2 separate regions of the Sus scrofa genome follow, and region 2 is linked to region 1. The links are chromatin contacts, called in public targeted proximity ligation maps. All regions are on one chromosome and are shown on one strand. The core of a region is the stretch at or near the end of the contact, and the rest is flanking DNA. Distances in the headings are between cores, read along the strand shown. Region 1 overlaps OTOGL (otogelin-like protein). Region 2 has its middle 35 kb from the start of PAWR.

Evidence for each region.
Region 2: a targeted proximity ligation map of skeletal muscle shows a contact between it and region 1, with 4 times the contacts expected there. A contact is called at or near these places in 2 of 47 Hi-C or Micro-C datasets (embryonic fibroblasts and skeletal muscle) and 1 of 2 datasets of targeted methods (skeletal muscle).

Annotation. Positions count from the first base shown.
Region 1 is chr5:101,274,632-101,278,308 of Sscrofa11.1, forward strand. The region is part of intron 1 of OTOGL (otogelin-like protein); the gene reads right to left. Among named protein-coding and RNA genes, the nearest start is that of OTOGL, 42 kb to the right of the region's middle.
Region 2 is chr5:101,656,309-101,660,005 of Sscrofa11.1, forward strand. No RefSeq gene overlaps it. Among named protein-coding and RNA genes, the nearest start is that of PAWR, 35 kb to the right of the region's middle.

The DNA of each region.
Region 1 (3,677 bases), core at 1,045-3,544:
ATATTGGTGAGTGCATAGAGCAGCCTAATAAATCATATCCAAATATAATTTCAGCTAAGGGAACTTGCTATTAATGCTATTATGTGCCACAATAAATCATAAAAACAACAGCATTGTTGTAATCCAAATTTAAAAGGCAGAGTCTATAGTATTTCAACCTATTACGAAAATGGTGCCGGAGGAGCTGGGGCCACCTCTTGCAGGAGCCGTGGTCACGAGGCCCTGGCCATCTGCGTTTGTCCTTCTGACCACCCAAGCTTTACCGGAGGTCTAATCAAACCTCGGGGAAAAGTATAAACGAGTTTACGGTGAGTCTTCCCAGTGCATTTAGCTGTTTTCTATCCCTCCCAAGCCTCCTTCTGTATTGCTATCTAATTTTTCAGCTTCACCTAAAATTTTTCCAAAGTAAAGAAGACTACCCTAGCAGAACGACTGGAATCCACAGGCCTAGGATCCCTGTGGAATCAGGTGCATCAAATACTAGTTCTCAGACCCAGCCTGCAAGACTAGAATTATTTTGGAGAGCCTCAACCAAGCAATGAGACGCTAATTTCCATGTGTGGCACTAATGTTTCATGTTAAAGCTCCTCAGGTGATTCCAATGCAGCTTGTGGCTACAAAGACTCTCTGGCCCGCATTCAACGGTCTGACTTTTGTGATATTTTTGTCTTACAGGCAAACATATTCTGGTTTTAGAAGTCTCCTAGAAATTCATTTCTTCCATGAAATAAATTAACACTGAACAATTTCTGCTAAAGGAGGCAGGAGAGGTTTTTTAAGAAAGAAAAGAAAAGCAGGGAGTTCCCTTCATGGCTCAGGGGTTAACGAACCCGACTAGGATCCATGAGGATCCATTAGGGTTTGATTCCTGGCCTCACTCAGTGGGTTAAGGATCTGGCGTTGCCATAAGCTATGGTGTAGGTCGCAGACAGAGTTCAGATCCCGCGTTGCTATGGCGTAGACCGGCAACTACAGCTCCAATTCAACCCCTAGCTTGGAAACTTCATATGCCACTGGTGCAGCCCTAAAAAGCAGAAAAAGAAAAAGAAAGAGAGAGAGAGAGAGAGAGGGAGGAAAGGAAGAAAGGAAAGGCGGGAGGAAGGGAGGGAAGCAGAAGAAAGCTAATTTCATTCTTATGAGACTTAACCAATTTCCCAGCTGGTGGGTCTTGTTTGGTCAATTGGTCAAATATTGGCTACTCTTTGTTTTACTGAAAAAACATGCTTGCTATCCATGCTTCAAAGAAAATAAACATCAAGTTGAAGACAGTGTTGAGTAAAAAAAAGATGATTCAACTGGGAGTCACAAAATCTGAATTATGTTTAGCAGTTAATAGTTGTGGTACATGGGACCCTGAACTTTTCACTCTATGTCTCATTTTCCCATCAGAAAAATGGAATAACATACTTCCTTCTTCCAGACTCTCTCTTAATCTGTCTGAATATCTATTTGTGATCCACTCAGCAAAATACCTTAAAGGATGCATCATTCTTTACTTTGCCAAAAGTGGTGGGTGCTTTTTCCTTATGTACCCACAAAAAAAAAAAATTAAAGAGACCAATTATAAAATCCTTGGAAGATTAAACACAGATAAAAGAATTGAAGTAGTGCTGTGGGAAAGCTTAAGTCAAACGAACATACTGAAAGCTCTGGGGAGGATCGATTGTTTATGATCCTGTTCTCTAGAGACTGAAATTCTCTGGATGCACCAGATGGTTTTATTTATATAGCAGAAGTTCAGCTCCAGTGAGGTGCTGCTTGCAAATTCACACAGAAATAAAAGAACCCATATTTATAGATGGGTATGTATCCTTGCTCACAAGAGGGATTTTCCATTGTTTCTTACAGATGTTTGAACAAATTTAAATGCTGACATTTAAGAGAAGGCCCACCACATTGGAAAAGGACAGCAGCCTCCCAAAACAGCAAGTCATCCACAGCTTAATATTTAACAGCAGAAAGGGACAGACTTTCGCGTCTCTCCTCTACCCAAGAAGGAGAAATCTCTTTGATGTTCATATACAATCCTATCTCCTCAAATAGCATTACTGAAAATGAAAAAGAAACCCAACCCTCTCACCATCTGAATATTTCAAGCAGCATCCTGTGTCTACTACTGGCACCGAGTCAGCCCTGCCAGCCCAGTTAGAGCTCATGGCAGTGACCCAACTCATTGTGGCTGTTTGTGGTCCCCAGATCAGATTTCAAAAAAGAAGGGGCAGCAATCCGGTGACCTTCTCAAGATAGCAGAGAACAACATGACTGACACCTGATCTTCCTGCTAACATTAGCTCCCAATCAAAGGTGGTGCCAGGATTGCGTCAGGCCCCAGCCCACAACCTTTCCGTCCTCCTGCAAGAGGGGTGGAGCCTCCCGTCACCCACTGAGTTTCCCTTTTAGAATGCTTCTTGCTTTCAGATCCAAGGAAGTTTGGTTTCATTGACATTTGAGATAGAGCTCAGGGCCCGCCTTAATTGAGATTTCCTGTTCTTTATAATGCATGCACAGCTACGATTTATTACCTCTATACCTCGCGAGGTTCAATGGGATTCATAACCAAAACATGGTTATAAAAGCTCTAAAATGAACAACCCTGGACATTCATATCATAATCACTTGGAGTCTTTTTCCTACACATCTATCATCCTGCCGTCCTTTCTTGAAAACGTGACCAGCCTTCTTCCTGGACTCCGAGTCATCATTCCCTTCTACGTCTGCTGGGTCTTCAAGACGGGCTCAGGTGGAGTCCCAGTCAACTGGGAACCCAGTAAGGTCCTACAGAAGTACTCTATCTTCTAGGCCAGGCCACCTTATTTCCTACCTGACCAAACACCAAGATTCGTGTGAATAAACCACCTTGCTACTTGTTCCAACAACCCTCAAATCAGATCTCCGTCCTTCACCTTACAAACCCCTTGGGGAATGCGTGTTCTTTGACTATCTCCCAGCTTTTACCTAAAAGTCTACGCTGAGGCCTGAAAATTTCTGGAGTTCTGGAAATGTTCAAAGTACTATTGGCTTTACTCCAGCTCTGAGTATACATATAATAGATGATTTGAATCAGTAGAGATGCAAGTTTTCTATACAGAATTTTATCTTCTTTCTATATCCTTAAACAAACAATCTTTGAAGCCAGATAAAATGAGAAAAGAGGATGGAATTATTTCACCCTGCCTTGTTTGTTTCCATGAGGGTTCTAACCAAAAGGAAAAGATGAGTCATGCAGTATCATTCCCTATTTGGAGGCTTGGATCTGGGCTACTGTAACCAAAAGAGGGCAGTACTCCATGGGTTTTGAATTCACAGAAAGCAAAACTCCTCAATTTTTACTTGAACTCTCTGTTTTAAGCAAGACATTCCACTCTGTGTCACATGGAATACAGAGACGATTAAGACACTGCTCTAAACGTGCGAGAACAAGGAAAGAAGAAAGCAACGGGGTAGCAGCTAGAGCACAGCTATGTGTTGGAAAGTGGAAAAAGATAAATTTGGAAATAAAAAGTAGGATTTGATTGTGAGGGTGCCTTGTACATGACATGTTTATCTTTTATTTGGAATGCAATGGGGAGCCACTCAATGTTTCTGAGCAGGTTGGGGAAAGGATTAGAATTCTGTTTGGGTCCCTACACCTGATAGGAATGTACTGGAGAGGTTGAAATAGGGTGCGATCAAAAGGG
Region 2 (3,697 bases), core at 478-2,977, 380 kb after region 1:
TATTCAGATAAATTTGGAACAAGGCATCGTTTTGCACGGGTTGAAATTTTTAAGTGAGCCCTTAAAACACTTGCTTTCAAAATGCCTCCTGTGAAACGGTTTCAGCCCTGTTGTGCTTTTGCCTGGCGGTACCTGACCTCTGTTTCTAAAGCTTTCTCCCTTCCCCGTCCCCGGCTCTCTCTCTCTCTGCTCTCGCAGGCTCTGCTCTCCTTGGAGTTACTCGGGTTCCTCTCAAGGGCTTGTTAACAACTTCCCTTATCCTGGTCTCCCAAACATCATTTGCCTACGTGAGCATTTAATCATCATTGTCATAACTGGTCCAAAAATAGCTTCGGTAATTGGGCCAGCCCAGAAGACCAGCAATTTCTAAAGCTAACAACACCTTTAGCAAGCAGATTATTTTATGATTCACTCCTCTCATGACCCCTCATAAAAGAAAGACAATCGTTATGTGGTGAGAATATGGACGTAATTAAGCGTTTTAAGTGTTCACTAGTTGTTGAGATGGGTTTGGTCTGCGCAGATAATTGCTTTGATGTTAGAAAAAGGATCAGGAGTTCCCGTCGTGGCACAGTGGTTAACGAATCCAACTAGGAACCATGGGGTTGTGGCTTCAGTCCCTGGCCTTGCTCAGTGGGTTGAGGATCCGGCGTTGCCGTGAGCTGTGGTGTAGGTTGCAGACGCGGCTCGGATCCCGCCTTGCTGTGGCTCTGGCGTAGGCTGGTGGCTACAGCTCCGATTCGACCCCTAGCCTGGGAACCTCCATATGCCGTGGGAGCGGCCCAGGAAATAGCAAAAAGACAAAAAAAAAAAAGAAAAAAGAAAAAAAGAAAAAGGATCATACCTGTTAGAGTGTAAGTTTTCATGGAGAGAAATGTGTGATCATTAGAAAACGTCAAAGAGGTAAAAACCCTTCTCATGGTTACACTGTGCCCTTCATTCTAACCGCAGCTCCTATGACATTCGCTGTTAACATACGTGGTCTCAAGACTTTTTTTACACAGAGTAATACTTGATTTAGTAAAAGGTATGAACTGCGGATACTATTTTAAAAAAAAAGAATATGTTAGTACTTTTAAGCCCCTCCTGTAACCTGATAGTTTTACAGGACTCCAAGGATCTGTACTAAGCACGGATTCGCCGTTCTGATTAATTGCAATTAACAGGTAATCTGGGCTTGAACGTAAATCCTCTAAGGAATTTGCTCTATCAAAAAGAAAGTTTATTACTAGCAGAGGTAAACTTCATAGCTAAACCAAAAATGAGCCTCTTCTTTTTGTATTTATAAAAGCGTTTTCATCTAAAACATCAGAGATTTAAAGTAACCGAGGTCGTCGGCAACGACTTTCAATATATTAATGGAAACAGCATTGACCAAAGTGAGGATCTGAAATCTACTGTTGACATCCATCACTTGAACCACTAGGTGGCGCCAACAAGCTTTTTCCAAATATGTACACGACCCGCCGTCTGTTTTCAGTCACCCCTTCTGTCCCACCCACCTGTGAACAATACCCAGTTCTGCCCTTCCCAGCATGTCTACAAATTCATCCCATCTGTTTAAGGACAACTGGATAAAGTCATGGCTCGAGACAACAATAAGTGTTCTTGCCTTAGCAAATTGACTACATACTTAAGTTATTTATACTATGATTGGTGGGAAAAAAACAAAACAAAACTGGATTGAGGGTTAAATAGCCCTAGTTTTGTTCTCAGCTCCACCCCCAACTATCTAAGCAAGTAACTAAACCTCTCTGGTTACCAGTCTCCTGGTCAGGAAAGTGACAGTTTGGGACTAGTAGAACGGTTCCAAAATGCCTTAAGTAAGAAAGACTTTTCTCCTACAAATGCCTCAGAATTCTACTATGGAAAACAAATGAAAGCACGGCTGAGTGGGGCGGGGGATGTTAGAAAGTTTTAAAGGCTGTACGGGAAGCACTTTCTGCTTTGCTTCCCATTACTGTCCACCGTGTCCAACCTGCGGTCCCTACAGTCCAAAAAAATCATTTGGAGACTTTGAAAGAGGAAATTACTAAGGTCCTTTCTGTTCCAGAAGTCTGATTCCAAGTATGTAGCTATGTGCAAATTCCTAAACATTTTTTCTCTTTATCTGCCCGCTTCCAGGATATGGTGCTGGTATCACTTCCTCCATTTTGCAGATGAGTAATCTGAAGCTGAACCATTTAATGTCTTTAAAAAAAATCACCTAGACAGAGGACCAGAAACCAGGACCTCTGGTCTTCTTTTTTCAAATAAACTTTTTCTTGTAGAAAATTACAGTTTCACATGGAGTAGTAAAACAAACAAACAAACAAACGTAGGAACCCTGTGCACCGTTTACCCCGTTTCCCTCAACGGTAGTGTTTTGGAAAATTACAGCATCATTTCACAGCCAGTATCAGGATCTCAGCACAGTCAGGATGCAGAGAACGATGACAACATCACAGGAGCCCCTACGTTGTGATTTTATAGCTGCATACACTTCCCTCCTACCCCTACCCCTTTCTCAGCCCCTCGAAACTACAAATTTGTTCGAATTTTGTCATTTTAAAAATGATACATAAATGGCATGCAATAGTATATAACCTTTTATGATTTATGTTTCCTCTCACTATGCTCCTCTGGAGATTTATCCAGATAGGTCATATTCCAAGAGTTCTTTCTTTTTTTGGAGTCCCCGCTGTGGCGCAGTGGGTTAAGGATCTGGTGCTGCCACATTTGTGGCATAGGTCACAGCTGCGGCTTAGATTGGGTCCCTGGCCCAAGAACTTCCATATGTCATGGATGTGGCCAAAAAACAAAAAGAGTTCATTCCTTTTTACTGCTGAAGGGCATTTCATGATATGGATATACCTCAGATTTAGCCATTTACCCACCGAAGGAGAGCTGGGATGTTTTCAGTTGGGGGCTCTTTTGGATAAAACTGCCATAAGCATTTGTGTGCAGCTATTTGTGTGAACATAACTTTTTATTTCTCTGGGATAAATGCCCAGGAGCACAATTACTGAGTCATTATGTAGCTGCATGATTATTTTTTAAAGAAACTGCTAAACTCTTTCCCAGGGTGTGTGTCATTTTACATTCCTACCAGCAGTGTAGGAATGACCCGGTTCCCCGCCTCCCCGTCCACACCAGAAGTCACTGCTTCTTTTTGTTTCAGCCATTCTGATAGGTGTGTAGGGATGTATCATTGTGTTCTTAATTTTCATTTCCGTATGGGCTAGTGTTGCTAAAGATTTTTTTCACGTGTATATTTGCTATCTGTATGTTCTGTTCCATGAAACGTCTCTTTGTGCTTTGATGATTTTCTAACTGAATTTCTTTTTTAACTACTGTTAAGTTTTTAGAGTTCTTTATGTGTTCTAAACAGTAGTCTTTGTCTTTTCATCCTCTTAACAGGATTTTTTGCACGGGAGATTTTAAGTTTTTGATGAAAAAATTTATCAAGTTTTCCATTCATTCGTCATGGTTTTGGCATCAAGTCTAAATAATGCTTTATCTTTTTCTAGATCTCAAAGGCCTTCTCTTATGTTTTTGTCTAAAAGTTTTATAGTTTCAGAGTTCCCATCTTGACTCAGTGGAAAAGAATCTCGGAGCATCCATGTGGACGCAGGTGTGATCCCTGAGCTCACTCTGGGTTAAAGATTCAGCATTGCTGTGAGCTGTGGTATAGGTCGCAGGAGCGGCTTGGATCTGG